Linked DNA regions of Sus scrofa: region 1 is linked to region 2. The links are chromatin contacts, called in public HiChIP or PLAC-seq maps. All regions are on one chromosome and are shown on one strand. The core of a region is the stretch at or near the end of the contact, and the rest is flanking DNA. Distances in the headings are between cores, read along the strand shown. Region 1 has its middle 64 kb from the start of DLG1. Region 2 overlaps BDH1 (D-beta-hydroxybutyrate dehydrogenase, mitochondrial).

The links. HiChIP or PLAC-seq counts read pairs in DNA pulled down with a chosen protein or histone mark.
Region 1: a contact with region 2 is called in an H3K27ac HiChIP or PLAC-seq map of skeletal muscle, with 2.7 times the contacts expected there. The contact joins two enhancer-like sites. A contact is called at or near these places in 4 of 47 Hi-C or Micro-C datasets (embryonic fibroblasts, epiblast stem cells and fetal heart ventricle) and 1 of 2 datasets of contacts at active chromatin or transcription factors (skeletal muscle).

The regions. Positions count from the first base shown.
Region 1 is chr13:132,752,638-132,758,240 of Sscrofa11.1, reverse strand. No RefSeq gene overlaps it. Among named protein-coding and RNA genes, the nearest start is that of DLG1, 64 kb to the left of the region's middle. Within about 2 kb of position 2,275, at least 46 of the 83 cell types and tissues checked have an H3K27ac peak or open chromatin away from gene starts, as enhancers often do. A contact at or near this core is called in skeletal muscle, where this site is marked.
Region 2 is chr13:132,645,893-132,651,198 of Sscrofa11.1, reverse strand. It overlaps BDH1 (D-beta-hydroxybutyrate dehydrogenase, mitochondrial), which reads right to left. Exons shown (of 7, transcript XM_021070089.1): 7 at 3,928-5,306. Among named protein-coding and RNA genes, the nearest start is that of BDH1, 46 kb to the right of the region's middle. Within about 2 kb of position 3,433, at least 11 of the 83 cell types and tissues checked have an H3K27ac peak or open chromatin away from gene starts, as enhancers often do. A contact at or near this core is called in skeletal muscle, where this site is marked.

The DNA.
Region 1 (5,603 bases), core at 1,026-3,525, 110 kb before region 2:
CTGCTCCGAGGCCTAAGGACTCCAAGAAGATAAGTGCTTTAGCAGAAACTCAGGACCCATTTCAGAGCTTTTGTTTCTCTCCTTCTGGCTCCTCTACCCCAGCCCTGTCCTCTGAGGGCCCCAGGGTTTACTTCATTCTCTCCCCTGTCTCACTGTGCAAATGTGAGTTGGGAACGAAAGCCCCCAATCCTTGCACCTGCCTTCTCAGATTCTCCAAGAAGGGTGAGGGGAGACCCAGGAAGAGGACTGTGCATCCCAAGGCTCCATGTAAAATGCTGACTCTTGGCACAAAAATGCAGAGATAATGTTGTTTTGAAATATTTTTAGGAGCGTTTCTGTATCTTAAACATCTCGTTGCTCTGTGGTGGCCCATTCCCTGGAGCAGGGCGTGTCAGTGCTTCAGGGGAAGGGCAACATTTGCCTTTGCTGAGGTTTCACTGTCAAATCAGATTTCCATGCATCCCAAGGCTGACAATAGGCTTGAAAGTCAAGGGCTAGGGAGAGAGGATTTTCTAAAGGCCTGGAGGATGGGATCACAGAATTTTATCAGTCCCTCCCGAGGCAGGAGGAGGAAGCGTGGGAGCCCAACCTTCTATTTCCAACAGATCATGGGAAAAGGGAGATGGGGTGGGGGCTGCCAGATAAGCATGTGTCTTCATCTCCCCTCCCCAGGTCCCAGTCTTGGGGGGAGTCATGTTTGCTAGGTCAAGGAGAATACTGTGCCCTCTTGTCAGAGTCTGCAGGGACAACCGCATACATTCCCTGCACACGTGTGAGTATCTCTGGCCACATTAAAGGAGAGGCAGCACGGTGTGGGAATCTCGGGGGCTCCTGGAGGATGATAAAGAACTTAGCTGAAAGTCTGGCTGGGGAGCTGGGGGCAGGGGCAGGGCTTGGCACTGTAGCCGATATCAACGGCCTTTGTAAGTTCTCCGAGAAGTCTAGCCAGGCCTTGGGCCTTGTGGGGCCCAGAGAAAATCCTAGAGGAGCCAAGTCAGCACAGAGACAACTGAGCCCTGGCCAAATTTGCAGCAGACGTCAGCAGCACATCCATCCATTACCTGTGGCCCAGTGGGAGCCCTCAGACCAGCCAACTCTCCACCACGGCTGCACGACAGACTTTCCCCCTGCCATGAGTGAGCCCCGGGTCCACTCCCAAAGGTTCTTGGGTGAAGCATTGGTATTTTTGTAGAAAGCATTCTGGGCTTGGAACGAGGGAAGTGGACTGCTTCCCTTCAGGATTAGAAATATCCTCCAACCCCAAGGCTAGGACCAGGGTGACGCAAGAGAGGCACGGAGGATGCACAGTGTCCGGAGGTGCTCACTGTCAAGGTCACATCAGTGTAGCCTGGGCTCCCCACAGTGTCTCCTTTCATGCGCCCAGGTGCTACCCTGCCTCGCCTAAGCCTGCGCCACCTTGACTTCAGGTAGGTTCCTTCCCTGGCTGCCTGAAGAGGTAACTCAGGCCACCAGGCCTGCTCCTTTAAAAGGCACCAGAAGGTTGCTGATGAAAGTGTCATGAGGTCGGAGTTCCGGTCATGGCTCAGTGGTTAACAAATCCGACTAGGAACCATGAGGTTGCGGGTTCGATCCCTGCCCTTGCTCAGTGGGTTAAGGATCCGGCGTTGCCGTGAGCTGTGGTATAGGTTGCAGACACGGCGCGGATCCTGTGTTGCTGTGGCTCTGGTGTAGGCCAGCAGCTACCGCTCTGATTCGACCCCTAGCCTGGGAACCTCCATATGCCGCGGGAGCGGCCCAAGAAATGGCAAAAAAAGACAAAAAAAAAAAAAAAAAAAAAAAAGAAAGTGTCATGGGGCCAAGAGACCTCTGGGGACTGGGCTCAGAAAGAGAGTGGGCAGAAAACCAAAGAATGAACAGACCAAACCCTTACCTTATGTGCTTTGCCAGTTTCTGGGATGAGAATGACATGACATGACCATTGGCTGCAAGATACAGCTTAGTCATTTCCACCAGGCCTCCAAAGCCAGGACATTTTGGTTTAACGTGCTGTGGGGGATGGTGGCCGAGGCCCAGGACTCTTTAGAAAGGGATTCTAGTTGCACAAAGCAAAGTGTGCTCATGTTCTGTTACAGTCACAGAGACCAAGAGGGTGCGCCTGCCTCCAGCAGCGTGTGAGTGAGCTTGGGGGGCCCCTGCCTGGCCCTGGATTGCTCATCCATGGTCTCACCCAGAAATCCGTGCCCGAGGCAGTGAATCAGAAGTCTGCACCGTGGAAGGCAGACTTCTGAGGAGCATTTGGAACCGATTAGCTGGTTAGTGTGAGCTCAGGGCCCCAGTGAATGGCCCAGTACTGTGTGAAAGCGCGGGGCCTTACACGCTGGGACAAACGCCCTCTTTGTCAGTAATAAGTGACCTTTGTTTCCCTCTGCCCGGCCTCCCCGCCTCCCCGCTTCATCCTGGCCTCAGCCTGGCTCCCGGGTCCTCCAGAAGGAAACCTGACCTGGCCTTGCCAATGGAATTGGACAGCCTGAGCTCCAGAGAGCAGACATGGGGGTGTCACTCTGTGTTTTCATCCAAAGTTGTTCTCACCAGGCCTAGGGACAAGGGCAGAGCTGTGTCCTGAACTGTGTCAGAACATCTTTAAATTCTGGCTCTGTTGTCTCCTTTTTCTCCGCCTTGACATCAGCCAGGAGAGCTGTCAGCCAGCAGAGGAAGAGGAGGGAAGCAGGAGACAGCTCCCCATCACTCTTGGGCTCCCAGTCGCTGCTCAGGGCCCTGTCAGCAGCCTCTGGTCCCAGGTCAAAAATCTCCAGTCCTGAACCACTTTTCTTTAGAATGAGAGGTCTGACTTCTTCAGATCTGCTGGCAGAGGGGACCTGACTGCCCTTGGGGGCTCTGGAGAGGGCGAAGATGGAAGCAGCCACTGAGGCTTTCTAATGAACTAGGCCTCTCCTTTCTCTCAGTCTTGGTTTCTGCTGAGAGAAGCAGCATCAATGACCCATAAAACTTAAGCGCTTTTCCCCTGCTCATTTGCTGAGATCTATTCATCTCTTCCGATAGGCAGCAGCGAACCCATCTGCAAGACACCTGGTCTTGATTTAATTAATGCAAAGCAGAGGAACATCAGGCAGGTAAAAATGTGTAATTGGCAAGAGTGTCTCAAGATTGTCTTTGTTGGGTCCCCCCTCCTCCCCTTTCTAGGCAGTGGGAGGGGCTCTGAAGGAGCCAAAGGCAAATACAGCTTAATTCCATCTTGAGCAATTGCTTCAGAAAGCCCGTGAAAAAAAAAAAAAACTGCTGGCTGTTTAACTCAGCAATTTGAGCTTGCATTTGGGAACATCATCAAACTGTACATGCTTTGATCTTTTTTATGCTTCTGTACATAAGGAAAACCAAGTACACCTAATTCCTGGGCCGTGTTGTCATAAGCATTAGAGACTCTTGGCACGTGGCCACGGGTCGGAGGCTGGAGAGGGGCCGGCTTTGTGGGAGGAGGAAACAGCTGGATGCCTTGGAGTGAACACGGCCAGAGCAGCCAAGAGACCAGCGCTCTGATCCCTGTTCCCCAGATGACACTGGGCAGGACTGCCCCCTCCTGACCTCTATGTTCCAGTCTTAAAATAAGGGGTAAGGTCAGATGATTGCTAAATTTCCAAGTCCTCCCTCCCTGACCTCCCAGGCTCTGCTGTTCTTTGCTTCAAGGAAACACATTCTTTCTCACACCACAAACCCAGAGAGGAGAAAGTTTAAGCAAGGGCAAAGGTAATTAGGTACAGACACTGGCACTGCAGGCTTGATTATCAAAACGTTTAAGGGAAAGATAACCAATTGTGGATTATTTGATTCCTTGAAACAGTGGAGCCCCTCAGGTGCAGGGTAGAACCTGCAGCCACAGGAGGAGACAAAAAATTCACTGGCCCCTGGGGGGTTTGTGGGGCATCTGTCACTTTAGCCTTAATCAGCATCACACGCTCTCCTACAACACTAGAAAACCACGTGGGTTTTATGCAATCACCCAAATTAAACCAATACCATTGCCTTCCATGCTACAGCATGCCCAGCTGCTATGAAGGAAGAAAAGTAGAACTGTTCATCCTGTTGGTCTTTTAGGGTTACGCAGTAAATTTATAACAAGAGAAAGACATTCTCAAGGAGACTTATCTTCCAGTTCTTAAGGAGCCTGGATGCCCACCTCTGTCTGTCAAGTCCTATTCGTCCTTCAAGGACCAATTCCATGCCACCTCCCCTGGAAAGCCTCTCCTGATACCCTTGATACCCCTAAGACCCCCAGGTATCAGGACCAGTTGGTTGGTACCATTCAACTGGTTATCCTACACCAATATTGCACTATTTTTGATTCAGTATGTGTCTTATTCTCTTATTTCTCCCCAAGGGCAGGAACTACTGAGGCACAGGAAGGACAGATTTTTTTTTTCTTTTTATGGCTGCACTTGTGGCATATGGAAGTACCCAGGCTTGGGGTTGAATTGGAGCTGCAGCTGTCAGCCTACACCACAGCCACAGCAATGAGGGATCTGAGCTGCATCTGTGACCTAAGCCACAGCTTGCAGCAATGCTAGATCCTTAACCCACCGAGCAAGGCCAGAGATGGAACCCGCATCCTCACAAAGACAACATCAGGTCCTTAACCCACTGAGCCACAATGGGGACTCCAGGACGGATTTTGTTGGAGTGTTCACTGTCCTGACTGTGAGATTGTACAAGAATCTTCTAAGTCTTAACTGAGGAAAACTGTGTAAAGGGGGCACGGGATCACTGTATTATATCTTATAACAGTGTATGCATCTGTAATTATCTCCAAATTAAAAATTTAATTAAAAGCAAAACAGGCAAAATCCTAAGACCTTAAAGAGCGAAGAAACTCAAGATATCCCCTAGTCCTGTCTTTAGCCAGTAGATTAATTTCTGCCACAGCATCCCACATAGAGATTTACCAGCCTTTTTCAAATTCCAGCAATGGAGAATTCACTCTCTCGGGGGGGGGGGGGGGGACATTCCATTTTCAGACAATTCCAATTCTATTCTGAAACAAACTGGCCAGGCTCTAACTTCCCCTTGGATCCCACGCAGAAGAAGCTGCTTCTTATCTCCATGACAACTCTTCAGGTACGTGAAGCTGGCCACTACGTTCACCTGGGTCTCCTCCAGGCTGCAGGGTTTCCATTCCCTTATCTCCTTAGTTTTGCGTCTTCATACCATTCCGAGCCTTTTCTCTGAATGTACCTCACGTGTTCCTCTGGTCTCAAACAAGATTCCACAGCCTCCTTTGTTTTGGACACTGCACTGGCTCCAATGCAGTTAGAGACCCCATTAGCATTTTTATGCTACCTCCATCCCATTGGCTCCTATTAAATGAAGAGCCCACAATACAGTCTTTCTGTTAAACCAGCCACAGTCAAGCTCCCCGCCCCTGACTTTGGCAATTAACGTGTTTTGTTTTGACTCAAAAGGAGTGTTACATTTCTCTATACCTGCTGCAGTTCAGCTGACAACTTGAAGGAGGTCTGCGTCTGCGGTGGGATGTGGATGACTGGGAGTGAGAAGATGTGTGCACTTGAGCATGCCGCCATGGGTTGGCCTGCATCCTGCAGCAATGTGCCCAGCGATGTCTGAGTGCTTCC
Region 2 (5,306 bases), core at 2,184-4,683:
CAAGTTTCCTAGGAGAGCAATGAGCTGCCTGGCACAAAGCAGGAACTCAAATAATAAAGGGGGAAAAAAAAAATAAAGGGGGCAGAGGGAGAGGGAGCAGAAGCTATTAAGTACAGAAGCCGCTGCTGCGCCTCTGAATGCGAGGACGCTCAAGACACTGGTATTTTCCTCCACAACTGCTCCTCCAGTCCCATCAACACCCCTGAAATCACACCACGCCTTCTGCCAGTTTCTTCCACTGGAACAAGTCTGTCCATCCTGCCAGGCTGCAGCAAACTTGATGGTACCCTTCATAATGTCACAGACCTCTCACCAATCACTAGTGGCTTGCCGCTCCTCACCTGTTTCCTTGAAGGGACCCTCGAATCTCCATAAAGTGTGGGTTTTCTCATCCAGCACCATGGCTTTTCCTTGTGTCTTCAGGCAAGTCCCGCACTACCTTGTACACCTTCGGTCAGACATTATGAGCCAAAACCTTTGGCCACAACACAACGCAAGTAGGAGAGAAAGAGAGGCCCCAACAGAGTAAACGACCCAGTAATGGAACAGACATGGCCCAGCAGAGCACTCGCTGGCTGTAAGCACACCAGCCAGTCAGTGCCCAGTGCCGCTCTGCAGTCCGCCAAGCCCGTTTCCACAGGCTTGGAGCAAGCTTTAGCAGCACGGAGACCCTGGGAACAGTGGGCGCTTCCTCCCGAAACCCGGGTGGCTACAGCTGAAGCTGAGAAGAGCAATCAGCCCACTGCTATTTTTGAAGGCACCAGTGTGGTTACTCAGCGAGCTGTAATTAAGCTCATCTATAATTTGATAAGTGGGAGCAGCCTCACATTTTATAGAGTAATTAAGTTTCACCAAGAGAGCAGTGCAGGGAGTTTCTGGGTCCTGGTATCCCCTGAGGTTGGTCCACATTCACACTGTCTCCTCTAACATATGCACATCAATGCTGAGGCCAGAATGGTCTCGGTCCGGCCCTGGGAATTCTTCCTGGCCTTGTGCTCTCCACCGCAGGTTCCCCATTAGAGCCCAGGCTGCTGGCAGATCCAGACACAATAGACATACCTGGGACGAAAGGCTCAACCTCACTTTCTCCACTGCTTTCTGCAAAACTGTGGACTGGAAGAAAGTTGAGGGTTTTTTTTTTTTTTTTTTTTTGGCTTTTTAGGGCTACTCCCACAGCACTTGGAGATTCCCAGGCTAGGGGTCTAATCGGAGCTACAGCTGTTGGCCTACGCCACGGCCACAGCCATGCCAGATCTGAGCCGAGTCTTCAACCTACACCACAATTCACTGCAACGCTGGATCCTTAACCCACTGAGCAAGGCCAGGGATTGAACCATCTACCTCATGGTTCCTAGCCAGAGTTGTTAACCACTGAGCCTACAACCTCATGGTTCCTCATTGGATTTGTTTCGCTGTACCATGATGGGAACTCCGAAAGTTGAGTTTAATGTTCCCTGCCATCACTCCTTCACAGGCTACATGGCCAGCCTCTGGCTAAGTGGTCCAGCCCAGCTCCAGGGCCCTGATGGACAGACAGAGGCAGCCTGGGGGTAAGGGAGAGGGGCCTAGGGATGGAGGCCAGGACTGGATTTCTGTCTTGGCTCTCCCACTTCCTGGCTCTGTGATCTTGGGCAAAGCACCCAGCCCCTGAGGCTCAGTTTCCTCATTTTAAAGTAGGAATAGTAGCCCTGCCTAACTCATAAGCTGTTGATGAGGATCAGATAAGACATGACTCAGGTAGACAATTGTGAGGGGCACGTGTGGGTAAGAAATTTTCATCAGCTCAACAGATGTATTTAAAACCTGTCCCAAGTTTGGTGCTGCTCGAGGGGGTTTAGGTGACCATTCACCTTGGTATGTGTCATCAAAAATGAGATGGGTAAACCCAACTGAAACTCTGTTCAGACAGCGAGGAGTGTGGAAGCTGTGTCAGATGAGGGACCTGGGCTCTCGAACCTGACTTGGCCATTTCCAATCCAGTGTTCTGTGAAGCTCTGGGTCAGAGCCAAGTGTCAAAGGACTTAGGTCAGAGATGGTAGATTTTAGCTCAGTCTTGGGTAAATTTTCCCTATCCAAGGAAACGCCACCTTAGGAAGTAAGGAGATTCCTGCCCCTGGAGGGCTTCGAAGCCTGGCCCCTGTCTAGAAGCTGGGGGTCAAGCTTGATGTTGCCTGAGTCCCTCTTCCTTCTCTGAGGTCCTAGGGGTTCTGGCAGCCCTCCCAGCTCTAATCACAGGCCCTGGACCCTGCCCAGTAGGTACGCACCCTATTCCTCCGAAGCCACAAACCTCACAAACCACCTTCCTTGTACCTACGCACACCAGGAAGGTCTTAGATGCTCTAGGTTTCTTGTTTGTTGTTTGTTCTACACCACAGCCCCATAGCCCTTCTTGTCCCACATCCTTATCTGAGGATTCTCAGGCCTTGTGCTCCTACAACCCTCCAGTCCTTGGAGGGCAGCTCCAGAATCTGTTTCTGTTCAAGGTTAAGGTGTTGGTAGTCTTCGAGCATGTCTTCAGAAATACCCAGGATGGGGCAGTGTGAGCCCAGGCAGATTTCCTCTGGGAGGGATGTGGATGGGCTCTTCTGGCACATCCCCTCCCAGGGAGCAGCACCCAGAGCCCAGGGGGAGGGAAGAGGGAGATGGGGGAGGGCAGAAGGAGGTGGGGGCAGGGGCAGGGGCAGGGGGAGGTGGCTCGTGGGGTAGCACTCCATGGTTGTACTGTGCATATGCCTACAGATCTCTCTCACTGTTACATAATCGAGGTATTTTTTTCCCTCCTTATTTTAGATCCTGGTGCCATCTGCCCTGCTTTTCATGCATTACTAGCTGGAGGTTAGGTCTGACTTGGCCACCCAGTTCTACCCCTTCCTGGGTGAGAGACTTGGGGTGGTCTATTTCCTTGTGTGTAAAATGTCTTACTCCCAGGGCTGCTGTGAGAACCCGGGGAGAGGAGGAGTTGGGCGGGCTGCCTACTGGGCCCAGGCCTGCACAGATGTGCCGGTTGTTCTCTGGCAGTCGGGGCCTGGTGCTACCCAAGCCGAGGGAGCCTCTGCTTGCTCATGTCTGCACCTGCACCAGAACCACTTGGCACAGCTTTGCAGGGCCAGGCCATTTGAAATGCAGGAAGTAAGCAGGTCTCACAAGAGGAGAGTCTGGCAGTCCCCCATCATGGGGAGCAGAGGCACACGTGGCAGGCAGGGCCAGGCTAGCCAGTCACCTGCTCTCCCAGCCCTTGGCCTCAGGGAAAGGGGGACGGGGGTGGGAAGGGGCTGTAACAAGGTGCTGGCAGGAGCAGCTCTCAAAAAGCCCTCACCCAGCCTCCAGCCATCAGGGGAAGGGCCGTTCGGGCTGAAGCACCAGCCCATGGGTCCCCATAGACAGAGATACTACTGGACAAAGTTTCAGGGTCTAGCCCCGCCCAGCCCCCCTCCTCCCTTCCCCAAGTTCCAGGCTTTGCCTCAGACCCAGAGCAGCCTGCTCAAGGTTACACCCTGCAGAGGTGGCAGAGTGGCCCCAATTCGGCCTTCTCCTGGCACCAAGCTCCACATTTAAGCCAGCAAGCTCTTAGAAGAGCGGAAAAGTTGTCACTGAGGAGGTTTGTGTCTTTGTGCCTGGACTGTTTCTGAGTTGGAGATCACGAACCCTTTCAACACTTTGAGACCTCAGGCTCTGGTGGCTGGGAGCTCCCAAATCAGCAGCTGGGGCCTCTCCTGCAGCGAAGGAGGCAGAGCGCCCTCTTGCGGCAGGCGTGGCCATCCAGGACAAGGCGGAAGTCCTGATTTGAACCGTAGGGCTGGAACTCAGGACCCTCTGCTACCTGGAGAAGGGTGTTGCCTGGTTTTGGTCCAGACATACAGGCTCCGGGCAATTGCAGGGATACTAGCCTTCAAACCCAAGCCCAGGAAGTGATAACACAGACACTGCTTAGTGCCCTGGTTTTATTAAAATTAAGGCCATAATAGGAAGGTGAGCTATCAATAAGGCCACCCTGAGAGTCACAGAACAGGTGTGTGTGTGTGTGTGTGTGTGTGAGAGAGAGAGAGAGAGAGAGACAGACAGATGGGGTACCTGGACCCGCCCCTGGGGGAGAAGATGCCACAGTGCCCATCCTATGTATCACGGCTTCTATCAAGGATGCCCCTTCAACATGGGTCCCACGCCAGGTAGAATCAAGCAGACACAAACCAGAAACAAATCACCTCTTAGTCAATGAGCTGCTCCACACAAGTGTGTCCTAAGACAGGCTGGAGAAATCTCAAATGGAGATCTCCAGAATGTCACCACCCCCTCCTCACAGTCAGCTCTGAATCACTGGCTGCAGGCTGCACCCAGCAGCACCACAGACATGCAAAGAGATGCAGGGCGGGCACATGATGGTATGTACGGCTCATGTGAGGCTACAGAGCTCATCAGAGGATCCTTGGATAACTGGGCCCAGAGCAGCCCTGCGACATAAAATGTGAAGCCTTTTGGAGTTCCCATTGTGGCTCAGCAGGTTAAGGACCTGATGTTGTCTCTGTGAGGATGCAGGTTCAATCCCTGACCTCGCCCAGGGAGTTAAGGATCCCCAGCTTCTGCAAGCTGTGGTGTAGGTCACAGACGCAGCTTGAATCGGGTGTGGCTGTGGCTGGCAGCTGCAGCTCCAATTTGACCCCTCGCCTGGGAACTTCCATGTGCTACAGCTACAGCCCTAAAAAGAAAAAAAAATTCGTGGAGCCTTCCTAAGAAGAGGCAGGAATACACAATTTGGACCTTTATATTTTATATAAAGCAGTATAAAAAAACCGACCTATAAAGCAACGAAAGGGTAATTCATGTATCCTCTGTGGGCCAAAACTTCATCATGTACAAAAGAAAAAAAATTTTTTTTGTCATTTTTACTCATGAGGCTGGTTTAAGGATCAAGTGAGACAAATTTTTTGAACTGATGTTCTGTCTTAAAAATGTAAAGGATTTGGGGAGTTCCCGTCGTGGCGCAGTGGTTAACGAATCTGACTAGGAACCATGAGGTTGCGGGTTCAGTCCCTGGCCTTGCTCAGTGGGTTAAGGATCTGGCGTTGCCGTGAGCTGTGGTGTAGGTTGCAGACGTGGCTAGGATCCCGAGTTGCTGTGGCTGTGGTGTAGGCCGGGGGCTACAGCTCCGATTAGACCCCTAGCCTGGGAACCTCCATATGCCACGGGAAGCAGCCCTAGAAAAGGCAAAAAGACAAAAAAAAAAAAAAAAAAAAAAAAAAAAAAAGTAAAGGATTTGGCTTCTAGTTTACAATAAATCTGTTGTTAATTTAACGACATCTCACAAAAAA